2 separate regions of the Oryctolagus cuniculus genome follow, and region 1 is linked to region 2. A link is a contact called in public Micro-C data. All regions are on one chromosome and are shown on one strand. Each heading gives the region's core, a stretch centred on a gene start, on an enhancer-like site or on the middle of the called end of the contact. The rest is flanking DNA. Distances are from core to core; before and after follow the strand shown.

Region 1 (6,870 bases), core at 3,143-5,642, 560 kb after region 2:
CAGCCCTCCCCTCCATGACTGCTAACAAACTCCATCCATCAATATATTATTATTTAGAATTTTGGATACACAAAAGAAGATGAATACTAAATCAGAATAAAATATAGATTTCATTGAAGGGGGAGAAACTTTTCAACTTACATTTGAACAGGCTTCAATGAGTGCTTCAAATTATTTGAGAAAAGTTAGGAAAAATAAGATAAAAATGTAAATACTAAAGTCTTCCTCAGCACAAAGACTATACACCGAGGTCTTAATAATTTACACTTTTTTGAAAGTTTTTCTCCATTTCTGCTTTCAAATTATTCCTCAGTTTAAGTTGGCATCACATTTCCATGCACTTCACCATGTCTTTCCCAAATATAAGAATTACCAAGGCCAGCATGTCACTGGTCAAAGTCTGTTAAATTATTTTCCTATTTCTCTTCTCCATTTGCAGAATAAACAAATACCTGAAGTTTTTATAATCTTTTTTCAATTAAAAAAAAAAAAAAAGAAAAGAAAAGCCAGCACAGTTTGAGTCTATTAATAATGACAACATGAGGGTCTTAATAAATAGGAATTCCTCCCTGGCCCAGGGAATCTTAGGTATTACAAGATACTCCCAGGTTCACTATGGATACAGCTGATAAGAAAATTATTTAGGTGCCCCTTTCTGAATAATTTATTCTGAAGTCTAACTACTAAAATCTTGCCAATAAAACATGTACCAGCTCTAGTATTTTTACTCCAATCTATAATTACATCTTCCCAAAGTCTCACTTACCAGCATAAAACAGAAGCATAAACTATTTTAATCTGAATGAAAAGCAACACATTAGAAAGTTGTCAAACAATTAAGCAACTAAAGCTACATAATAGTATTAACTAGTTGTAAGATAAATTTCTATCCTCTGAATTTTAAGATTAAAAGGGTTATATTGAAAATAAGATCTCTGAATAAACTTTAAAAAAAAAAAATAAGAGGGGCCAGCGCTGTGGCGCAGCAGGTTAAAGCCCCAGCCTACAGTGCCAGCATCCCCATAAGGGCGCCAGTTCGAGTCTCCTGCTGCTCCTCTTCCAATCTGGCTCTCTGCTGTGGCCTGGGAAAGCAGTAGAAGATGGCCCAAGTCCTTGGGCCCCTGTGCCTTCATTGGAGACCTGAAAGAAGCTCCTGGCTCCTGGTTTCAGAATGGCTCAACTCTGGCCATTGCAGAATGGAACACCTCTCTCTCTGGCTCTACCTCTCTCTGTAGCTCTTTCAAATAAATAGAAAAATTCTTAAAAAAATAAAAAATAAGAGTCTCTTCACTTTTGTATTTCATATTCTTAACAGGAAAAAAAGCTATATTTATCAGATGCAGTTTGAGATCATTTTTTAAAGAGAGCTATCTAGGGGCTGGCACTGTGGCATGGGGGTAAAGTCACCACCTGCGGTGACGGCATCTGATATGGACCCCATTCCTAGTTCAGGCTCCTCCACTTCCAATCAGGCTCCCTGCTAATGCGCCCGGGTACTTGGGCCCCTGCACCCACATGGGAGACCAGGAAGGAGCTCCTGGCTCTTGGCTTCAGACTGGCCCAGCTCCAGCTGTTGCAGCCATTTGGGGAGTGAACCAGAGGATGGAAGATCTCTGTCTCTCTTTGTCTCTTTATCTCTCTGTCTCTTTCTCCCTCTCTATAACTCTGCCTTTCAAGTAAATAAATCAATACTTAGAAAAAAATAAAAGAACTTTCTAAAAACAACCTTCCAGGTTACACACCTGTAAACTTCAGACAATTGCAAACAGGCAGAGCTAAACTGAATACACAGGTACTAGCAAGGCAATACTGTAGCACTGTTCAGGGGGAAAAATTATTGAAAAGACTGCTCACAGAGAATATTCCATGCTGGCAACTACCATAAAGTGAAGTATACAGAACTGTGACATAACAAAATTACCAAAAAAAGAATAAAAGAGACTTTATATATCAACAGGAGTTAATGTTTCACCTGCTACTAAATATCTGGTGAAAAAAAACAAAATAGTTTCACCTATGAGACAGTTTAAATGCATATGCATGTACACATGTACACACCTGTGGAAGGGGGAGACTAACATCTACTGAAGTCAATTTTTCAAATAAATATAATTCCATCTTCTATATGTAAATGATTCATTTTATAATGTAAACTAATGATTACTCATCAAAATTTAATAGCCTATTATATAGAAATTAATAAAGCATCCACTTGCTGGATTTTAGTATTTTTAATTTATAGTAGAGACAGAAAAATCAGATAAGTTTGCATATTCTGAAGTTTGCAATCAATACTAAATTTGAATCACTAACAATCAGAAAGGCAATAGGAGCACAAATGAGGAGTCTTCAAAAAATTCATGAACAATGCCTATCATGAAAAACATGAATTGCAATAAGATTTTGCACCAAAATAAACTTCCTTTAATTTTTCTACCAATTTCCTGTTGTATTTGATAAAACTGGATCCTATCACATACACACACAGTCTTAGTTTCACAATGCAACATTTATTTTTGAGAGGCAGAGCTCTCATTCGCTGGTTCAGTCCCCAAAGGCCCGCAAGCGCCGCCCGAAGGCGTGACCTATTTTCATAGATACAAACCGCTACATACCGGCAACAATTTTCTTAGTCTGTTGTTGAAACTGTTATCTACCACAATCTGAATATTTCACTAAGAAATTGGAGTCTATTTAAAAATCTAAAGATTGTGCCCACGAAACTCCCAAATACGTCGCGAAACTATTAAAGCTAGCATCCCTATATATACAGATTTATCTGCATGTATATCTACATCTATATATACAGGCTATACTGCACAACCATTTATCGATATACACACACATGTGCTGCAACAGTATCACGGACTTGAAAACTTGAGGTGTAAGGATCTTTTCTAAGGTAGTTCTTTAAGAGATTGCCCAGACCCGTAATTTTCAAAGTAGGTCAAGCCATCTGAAAGCCTCGTAGCCTTCGTTATCTGCTCCAAATAACTTTTCAGCCGCATAAATTATGCTACCCTATTAGGAAGAGATGATGCCAAACGTCACTCTCCTTTGATTCCACCTTCCCCGTTCCAGACACAGTTGCCAAAAAGTAACTACCCGGGAAACCTGAGCATAAAGTAGCACGCCTCAACTCCCCGCACCTGTCTTTAACGCTGCTGGGAGACACGCAAGACAAAACACATTTGAACGCCGGGCCCCTTTTTCTCTAACAGGTCTCGAATGCGCAAAGAGGAAGAATCTAATCCTGCTGCACCCTTCCGTTGCACAGAAACCAAACACGGTGCAAAGTTCCATGCCTACATTACATGGCAGTGAGGGACACAGCCTTTTGTCTCAGTCGCACTGTCCTCCTTGGACCATCGCCAGAATCCTAACTACAGCAAGAAACGAAATCTCAGCACAGGGAGCTGTTGCAGTGTTAAAGGTGGGGTGCTCAACATCCCCCCATGACCCTAGCTGGGAAAAAGGCCAACTCGCTCCCCGCCTGCCCCCCAATTCTTGGTGTGCTCACGGACTTTCCCCAGATACACCAATTCCCAAAGAGCCTACCTGCTGCTCAAGCTCCCCTCACAAGCGCAATCCGGGGGCGCCACCGCCGCCTCCGTTCCGGGGAGCGGGGAAGGCGACTCTGTCCCCGCGCCTGGCCCCGGGAGGACTACGATGAAGAGAAAGAGGTGCACGCGCGGCTCCCGGGAACCGGCCCTCGCCTAGCGAGGGGCTCCCGGGGCGGCTGAAAAGCAAAAGCCGCCCGCCGCCTTGCCAAGATCAAGCGACACAGGAAAGCAGGAAGAAAAAGAATGAAGACATTGGCGAGCAAGAAAAGGCAACAAAAACACTACCAGGCCGCTAGGAGGACCGCCTCAAAATGCCGCCGGAAGTCAGGGTTTTGCCCTGTTCCTTTAGAGCGAGGCCGCTTCCGGCCGCCAGATTAGTCGTCAGCGCTCAGGCACCGCCCCCTCGTTGGGCACGCCCCTCGACGTGACGTCAGTGGGCTGCTGTGGAGTCGTCTTGGGCGCTGGAGATCCCGGACTAGGGACCTTCCCACCGACAGGTGAATTTAAGAGGTGTTTGCTGTTTCTGTTGCATAAGTTCTCACAGGCAACACCTGTTTAAGTGCTCAAAGTGCTACATTTGCTCTCGAAAGTAACTACAGACGTGGAATGTCCGGAAGTTCGACTCGGTTATGCGGCGCTGAGATGGAGCCAGAGGCGATATTTTTCTGTTCATGGCACCGCTCCCCTGCTGGGCCATCGCATGTTACTGTGGAGCCCAAGGGATGCAGAGTTGTGTTTTTAAAGGCGCAGGCAGAAATGTAGTGAAACCAGGAACAGAAATCGTTCGTGTATTCCTGACCTCATTTCCTTTTGATGCTTGGAATCCAGTCATCTGCAGGAAGCTAGTTAGTAGAATTACTTGAGATGGCTAGTCAGGCGTGGGAGTTGAAGGAAAAAATCAGCACCTAGCCATATCCAGATTTTTTCAAAAAGATAAAAATACCCCTGGGCCTTTGTCTGCCTTCATTTCAAATTAGCGTTTATTTTGTTCTTTGACAAAACCACAGACCGGGAAAACATTTTCACAAAACTGATAGCTTAGAAAGACACTGGACAATGGTTTGGCCTTGCTGGGATCAGGGGATTAAAATACGGAAGCCTAGCCACCACGTCAGAGGCCTCCAAGGTTCCTGATGACGTGCCGAGCTATTTTCAGGACGGCGGCCAGGGCCTCTGTGCACGTGGGCTTGATGTAACGCTCCGGCAGCAGGAATCCGTATCTGCCAGTGTCTCGAAGCTCAATTGTAAATGAGTATTTGATGCCTAAGTCGTAGATCCAGTCGTCTGAACCTCCAGGAGCTAGGTCTGAAAGAAAAAGGAAATTGTCTTTTGGGATATAGGTGTTTTGCAATAGGATTTTTTTTAATGAAAAATATTTTTTAAAATTATTAAGTCACATAAATTTCTTGTAGCAAAATGAAGGCTAAAGAAAAAGACGAGAAAGAAGAAAACAAAAATTAGTCGTAATCCTACCAAGCAATGATATTTACCAGTAATGTTTTAGTGCGGCTTTCCTCCCAGTACAGACTCCCTGATTTTTTCTTTTTCTTTTTTTTACTAAATATATAAGATCACACTATGTATACAGTTTGTAAGTACAATCATTGTAACATTTTTAAATTGATAAGTTCAGATTTGCTTCCTTATTTTTATTTTTTATTTATTTATTTATTTATTTATTTTACAGGCAGAGTGGACAGTGAGAGAGAGAGACAGAGAGAAAAGTCTTCCTTTTCTGTTGGTTCACCCCCCCAATGGCCTCTGCGGTCAGCGCACTGCAGCCAGCGCACCGTGCTGATCCTAAGCCAGGAGCCAGGTGCTTCTCCTGGTCTCCCATGGGGTGCAGGGCCCAAGTACTTGGGCCATCTTTCACTGCACTCCCGGGCCACAGCAGAGAGCGGGCCTGGAAGAGGGGCAACCGGGACAGAATCTGGCACCCCGACCAGGACTAGAAACCGGTGTACAGGCACTGCAGGCGGAGGATTAGCCTATTGAGCCGCGGCACCGGCCCTGCTTCCTTATTTTTAATGATCTCGTAGCATTGCATTATAAAGCTAGATATAATCAATTTAAATAATTAGATTTTAGGCAATTTTTTACTAATATAAACAATTTTACTACAACCTACCCTTGTTGACACATAACTGCTTTGTTTCTTTAGAATATTCTTTTCCAGTAGGCTTTCTAGATTAAGGGTAAGCACTTTTAGGCTTTACCATACTTGTTCCCAGATACGTTTCAAAAGCAGTGAGCCGATTTATGCTACCACTCGCAGGGTCTGAGTATGCCTCCTTCCCCTTCCAGCACAATCCACAGAAATTATCCTTTCCAGCAATTTTATGGGTGAAAAATAATATCGTTATCTTATCTTTCTTTCATTATCACAGAGTTGAACTGTTTTTTGAGTATTATCCATCTTTATTTTTCTGTCAATTATCCTTGCTCATTTTTCTGTGGTTTATTTTAAAGATTGCTTACCAAATCAATGTTGGTGTTACTAGCCCTGTATAATATGTGGAAAATTTTTTGTCTCATTTGGTTTTTGGCTTTCAACTTAGTTTATGGGAGGGTGTTTATATTAAAATAATAGATCTATCTGGAGGGCCGGCGCCATGGCTCAATAGGCTAATCCTCCGCCTTGCGGCACTGGCACAACCGGATTCTGTCCTGGTTGCCCCTCTTCCAGGCCAGTTCTCTGCTGTGGCCCGGGAGTGCAGTGGAGGATGGCCCAAGTGCTTGGGCCCTGCACCCGCGTGGGAGACCAGGAGAAGCACCTGGCTCCAGCCTTCGGATCAGCGCAGTGCACTGGCTGCAGTGTGCCGGCTGCGGCAGCCATTGGAGAGTGAACCAACAGAAAAGGAAGACCTTTCTCTCTCTCTCTCTCTCTCACTGTCCACTCTGCCTGTCAAAAAAATAAAATAAAAAAAATTAAAAAAAAATCTATCTGGAATTTTTGTGAAAGATTAATATGATGAAGTTTTTTTCTAAATATCTTATCAGGTGTTTCAATTAATTTCTGACTGTTCAATTATCCAACGTTCTTTGTGTGTGTTTTTTTTTTTAAGATTTATTTAGTTATTTGAAAGGCAGGGTTACAGAGAGACAGAGGCACAGAGAGAGAGAGAGAGAGAGAGAGGGCTTCCATTCACTGGTTCACTCGGTCTCAACGGCCAGAGCTGGGCGGATCCAAAGCCAGGACAGGAGCTTCTTCTGGATCTCTCACGTGGATGCAGGGGCTCAAGGACTTGGGCCATCTTCTACTGCTTTCCCAGGCCATAGCAGAGAGCTGGATTGGAAGTGGAGCAGC
Region 2 (5,962 bases), core at 2,015-4,514:
TGGGTTTTGCATTGTTTAAAAAACATTTATTCATTTATTTGAAAGGCAGAGTTACAGAGAGAGGCAGAGAGAGAGAGAGGCAGAGAGAGAGAGAGAGAGAGAGAGAGAGAGAGAGAGAGAAAGAGAGAGAGAGAGAGGCAGACAAAGAAAGAGAGAGGTCTTCCATCTGCTGGTTCACTCCCCAGATGGCCACAACAGCCAGAACTGCGCCATTCCGAAGCCAGGAGCCAGGAGCTTCTTCTGGGTCTCCCACATGGGTGCAGGGGCCCAAGGACTTGTGCCATCTTCTGCTTTCCAAGGCACATCAGCCAGAAGCTGGATCAAAAGTCGAGCAGGGCCAGCACTGTGGCGTATACAGTGGGTAAAGCTGCCAGCATCCCATATGAGTGCTGGTTTGAGTCCTGGCCACTTCACATTCTTTTTTTTTTTTTTTTTTTTTTTAAGATTTTATTTATTTTATTTGAGAGTTAGAGTTACAGACAGTGAGAGGAAGAGACAGAGAGAAAGGTCTTCCTTCCGTTGGTTCACTCCCCAAATGGCCGCAAGAGCCGGAGCTGTGCTGGAGGCCAGGAGCCTCCTCTGGGTCTCCCATGTGGGTGCAGGGGCCCAAGGACTTGGGCCATCTTCTACTGCTTTCCCAGGCCAAAGCAGAGAGCTGGATCGGAAGTGGAGCAGCTGGGACTAGAACCGAAGCCCATATGGGATGCCGGCACTGCAGGTGGAGGATTAACCTACTGCACCATGGTGCCAGCCCCCTGCTTCACTTTCAGTCCCGCTCTCTGCTATGGCCTGGGAAAGCAGTAGATGGCCCAAGTCTTTGGGCCCCTGCACCCACGTGGGAGACCCAGAAGAAGCTCCTGGCTCCTGGATTCAGATCAGCGCAGCTCCGGCCATTGTGAACCAGCGGGTGGAAGACCTCTCTCTCTCTCTCTCTCTCTCTCTGCCTCTACCTCTCTGTAACTCTGCTGCCTTTCAAATAAATAAATAAATCTTAAAAAAAAAAAAGTGCTATGCCACAGCGCCAGCCCCAAGGTTTTGCATTTTTGGCAGCAACACTGCAGAACCTGTGCCTAGTCCTCCACCCAGCATGGCAGGAGGGCCCTGTTGATGATGTTAACCTCAATCACTTGGTTAAGGTGATGTCTGCCAGGCTTCTCTGCTGTAAAGTTACTCTTCCCCCTTATTATCAATTAATATCTCGGGGGGATTGTGTAATGGAGCCCCTTAAGTTAAAAAAAAGAAAACTCTGCTCCTCCATTGAGCTCCAATTTCCCTTCCCAGGTAGTAACAGGCAAACAAATCCCTCAGCCCTGTTAGCCATCTGCAAGCTGTTTCTCCTTCAGGACCACCCCGCTTTCCTCCCTCCATTTTCTTCCCCTGTCAAATTCTGCAGCCCTCTTATGATCAATTTCTAAGTGTTTTGCCTGCCCCCACCCTGAAAAAAATTCTTATTCTTTAAAGAAGCACTTGGGGGCCAGTGCTTTGGCACAGCAGATTCAGCTGCCTTCTTTAGTGCCAACATTCCATATGGGCTGCTCCACTTCTGATCCAGCTCCCTGCTAATGCACCTGGGAAAGCAGGGAGGGTGGCCCAAGTGCTTGGGTCCCTGTTACTCACATGGGAGACCTGGAAGGAGCTCCTGGCTTCAAACTGGTCCAGCCCTGGCCGTTGTGGCCATTTGTGGAGTGAACCAGTGGATGGAAAATCTCAGTCTCTCTTTCCTCCTCTGCCTTTCAAATGAATATAATAAAATAAGTCTTAAAAAAAGAAGCAATTGGCCGGTGCCGCGGCTCACTAGGCTAATCCTCCGCCTTGCGGCGCCGGCACACCGGGTTATAGTCCTGGTCGGGGCGCCGGATTCTGTCCCGGTTGCCCCTCTTCCAGGCCAGCCCTCTGCTGTGGCCAGGGAGTGCAGTGGAGGATGGCCCAGGTGCTTGGGCCCTGCACCCCATGGGAGACCAGGAAAAGCACCTGGCTCCTGGCTCCTGCCATCGGATCAGCGCGGTGCGCCGGCCGCAGCGCGCCGGCCGCGGCGGCCATTGGAGGGTGAACCAACGGCAAAGGAAGACCTTTCTCTCTGTCTCTCTCTCTCTCTCACTGTCCACTCTGCCTGTCAAAAAAAATAAAAAAAAAAAAAAAGAAGCAATTAATGATCAGGGCAGAATAAATGTCATGAAGCTTATGGATGGAATGATATGTTATCAAGGTGTGCGTCCTAGGGTGATCATGCCAGATTTTGCACATACACAGCTCAGAGAGAAGAAGTACCAAAGACATTCCCTAAAACTCAACCCCTCTCCCTCCACCCCCAATTTCTCCAGCTTGTGTGTTTATAGGAGCCCCTTCCCTGAGCTAGAAGGGAGGTAATTTGGAGGGGAGAGCCCTTACCTCCTTTGCCTGGCCACACAAAAAGCAAACACAATGTCTCGGCCAACACACTCGTTGCTCTGGTTCTACAACAATTATTTGGGAAGGTACACATTCCTGTTTCTCCTTGAACTTTCACCTATTTTGGCATCCATCCTTACGCTACAATTATTACCGTGGTGTCCTAATGACCTTCTATTTTCCTCATTCTTTGTATGTTTATTGATTGTAATTATGTAAAGTACAAGGTTGTTTCTTCTCCTCTACTTATTTAAATCATTTATTTATATCAGAACGCACTCAGGGTGTTCATCTATAGATTATGATCCAATACTATCATTACAACGTTGTGCAAACTTGCAAAATGGCTTAAATGGCAGAGTAATATTCCAATTACATGTCTGTATCACGAATTCCCAAACCAAATCTCTAATGCTGAACACTTAGATGTTTCCCATTATTGGACACTATTAATGGTGTTTGATATACATGCATCTTTGCATTTTTAAATGTTTTTCCATAAATTAGTTTCCTAACAGGAATTATGGGATGTTGGAAAAGTACCCTTTTGGTTTTGATCTAAGCGGCAGAAACTGTCATCATGTCAACATGGAAATCACACACACGCCACGCTCTCCACTCAAACTACCCAGCTGTGGGCAGACACACGGTAGGATCCCGAGCTCAAGGGGGCCCCTGTCGGCAGGGTGACTTGGCGACAGTGTCTCACTAGCACGGAACAATAAAGTTATTGATGTTGAAGAAGAAACTTCCGGTAGGGGCATTCCTATTTCCGTCAGGGCCCTGCCTGTCTCAGCCACTGCTACAACCCAACCGGAAATACTTGTACCCAGTTTAAAGCCACGTCTATCCTGGTTTCGGCCCCGCCCACATACTGGGAAGCGTTTCCGGGGCAAAGTCACTCCGGCTCGCCCCGCCCCGCAGCCGGTGCTGCGCTGGAAACCCGGGTTCTCCCGGAAGTGGCCGGGACCTCTCTGTCGGGGTCCCCTCTGTCCCGCTGCTGCTGAGGGCCGCGGGGGCGGAGGCGATGGCGGAGGCGGCGCTGCTGCTGCTGCCAGAGACGGCGGCGGACCGGGACGCCCGGGAGAAGCTGGCTCTCTGGGATCGGAGACCAGACTCGACGGCGCCGCTGACCGACAGGCAGACCGACTCGGTGCTGGAGCTGAAGGCGGCGGCGGAGAACCTGCCGGTGCCGGACGAGGTGAGGCGAGGGGGCGGGAACCGGGCTGGGCGAAGGCACGGGGATGCTTCTCAGCCGTCCTGGCGGGACTCTGGCCTCGCCAGCCTCTGCCCGGGCTCTCTGTGCACTCCTCCCTGGACACGGTGGCTGGATCCAGTGGGAGGGGCCCTTCCCCTCCCGGGGCTGTCAGGCCTCGCGTTGCCGCGACCCCGACCGAGCTGCCACCCACCCAGGGAAGGTTGCGGGAGCATCCAGTGGCCGATGCCCGCCGGCACCCCAGTCTCTCCCTGTGGCGTGGGACGGTTGGCTGGGAGCTTTGCCCGGGGCGTCTTGCCCCAGGCGTGACCCTGCTGCCCACCGCCTTTCTGGAGGGGCGCCGACCCTGAGGGCTTTGGCTGCAGGAGAGGCTCCAGGTGGTGCTCGTTGACCACCTTAATGAATAACCTCGCCGCCTTTTACCTTTGGCAAGGGGGACTTGGGGAGAACGAAACTTGATCCTGAGCGTCTTTCATTCATCAGACATTGAACGCTGGGCTGTCGATCAAGTGCAGGTTACGGGAGATCCGATTTATTTGACCCGTGCATAGCAATAAAAGTGAATTTCTTTGCAAACTGGACCAGTACATTGTTAAGGTATGCTAGTTTAATCCAGTTACCGTTGAGAGAGGCATAGTACTGCGTCTGTGAATTTCAGTTTAATTAGTTTTATGGACAACAGGGACGTCCTATGAATTGTCGGATGTGACAAACTTTTTCTTGTTTTGAGGACCAGGTTTAAGAGTATTAAAAGCCAGTGATGGTTATTTTTGGTGTTGGAAGCATTCTTTTTACTTGCTTTAGAAATTATGTCCAAATGAAGGTTGACTTGGCCTTTAGCTTTTTCTGCCTTGAGACCTCAGAGGTTTGCTTTGGAAGTTTTCTGCACATTCAGTCTTGCACACCCTGCCATAAAGTAGGCGTTCGTTCCTTGGCTTCTCTAACTGGAGGATGTTGTGCCGGAAGTGGGTTTGAGGAAGTGGGAGGACATTTCTTTGGTTTGGCTATCCAAGTATTATAATGTGGATAATAAAAGTTGTTTGCTCTGTAAATTTCCCAATCTCTTTAAAATTGATATGGCTTTTCCTGAAGCAGGGTGCTTGGACTCCAGAGCACACACACGTGTGTGTGTGTGTGTGTGTGTGCGCGCGTATGTGCATGAGTGTGTGATATTCTACAAGAAAATACTCTTTAAAAATTATTTTTAACTATTGCATTTTTTTTTTTTTTTCATTTGGGAGGCAGAGGGACAAAGAGGTGCTCCCATCTGCTGGGTCACTCCCAGATGCCTGTGGTCGCTGGGGCTAAAGCCAGGAACAGGAAACTCAGTCCAGCTCTCCCACGTAGGTGGCAGGGACCCAGTTACTTGAGCCTTCACTGCTGTCTCCCCAGGTCTGCATTAGCAGGAAGATGGACTCAGGAGCTAGAGCCAGGAATGGAATCCGTGTACACTGATGAGGGATGAGTGTGTCTTAACCTGTGTCTTAATGCTAGGTCGAATGCCTGTCTCTGTCACTGATGTCCTGATAGAGGTTGCTTTGAATATCTAAATTGTTGTGTTTTGGACATTTTAATAGTATTATTCTTTTTTAAAGGTTTATTAATTTTGAAAGAGAGAGAGAGGGAGAAAGAGAATCTTCCATCCGCTGGTTCACTCCCCAGTTGATGGCAACAGCCAGCTGGGTCAGATGGAAACCAGGAGTCAAGAGTTTCTTCCGAGTCTCCCATGAGTATGGTAGGGCCCAAGGACTTGAGCCATCTTTTGCTGCTTTCCCAGGTGCGTTAGCAGGGAGGTGGATTGGAAGTGGAACAGCTGGGAATCAAACCAGCTTAACCTGCTACGCCACAGTGCTTGGCCTCTGTATTGATTCTCCTAAACCATGAACATAGAATGTCTTTCCACTTTGTGTCCTCTTTAGTTTTTTTCATCAATGTTTTAACAAAATTTTTCATGGTAGAGATCTTTCACCTCTGTGGCTAAATTTATTCTTAATTTTTTTTGATAGCTATTGGAAATGAGATTGGTTTCCTGATATCTTTTTCAGATAATTTGTTTTTGGTAAAAAAAACAATGATACTGATCTTTTTACATTGACTTTGTATCCTACAGCTCTGCTGAATTTGTTTATTGGTTCTAGTAGTTTGTGGTGGAGGCTGGGGTTTTCCAGATAGAAGATCATGTCATCTGTAAACAGTGACAATAAGGCTTCCCCTTTTCCAGTTTGGTTGCCCTTTATTTCTCTTGACTAATTGTTCTGGCTAGGACTCCAGTAATATGTTGAATAAAAGTGGTGGAAGTTGGCAACCTTGTGTTGTTCCAGATCCTAGAGAGAAAGCCTTCAGCGTTTCTCCATTCGG

What was found. A called contact is a pair of places that touch in the nucleus more often than the background predicts.
Region 1: a contact with region 2 is called in a Micro-C map of ear pinna, with 8 times the contacts expected there. The contact joins the promoter of ZC3H13 here to the promoter of COG3 in region 2. A contact is called at or near these places in 2 of 6 Hi-C or Micro-C datasets (ear pinna and psoas muscle).

What each region holds. Positions count from the first base shown.
Region 1 is chr9:65,114,358-65,121,227 of mOryCun1.1, forward strand. ZC3H13 (zinc finger CCCH-type containing 13) reads right to left here and starts at 4,393. Exons shown (of 19, transcript XM_070048789.1): 1 at 3,849-4,393. It overlaps CPB2 (carboxypeptidase B2), which reads right to left. Exons shown (of 11, transcript XM_008259991.4): 11 at 4,526-4,868. The coding sequence ends at 4,675. It overlaps LOC103349055 (a long non-coding RNA gene), which reads left to right and starts at 3,972. Exons shown (of 3, transcript XR_007920977.2): 1 at 3,972-4,060.
Region 2 is chr9:64,558,986-64,564,947 of mOryCun1.1, forward strand. COG3 (component of oligomeric golgi complex 3) reads left to right here and starts at 3,265. Exons shown (of 23, transcript XM_002712958.5): 1 at 3,265-3,589. The coding sequence starts at 3,416.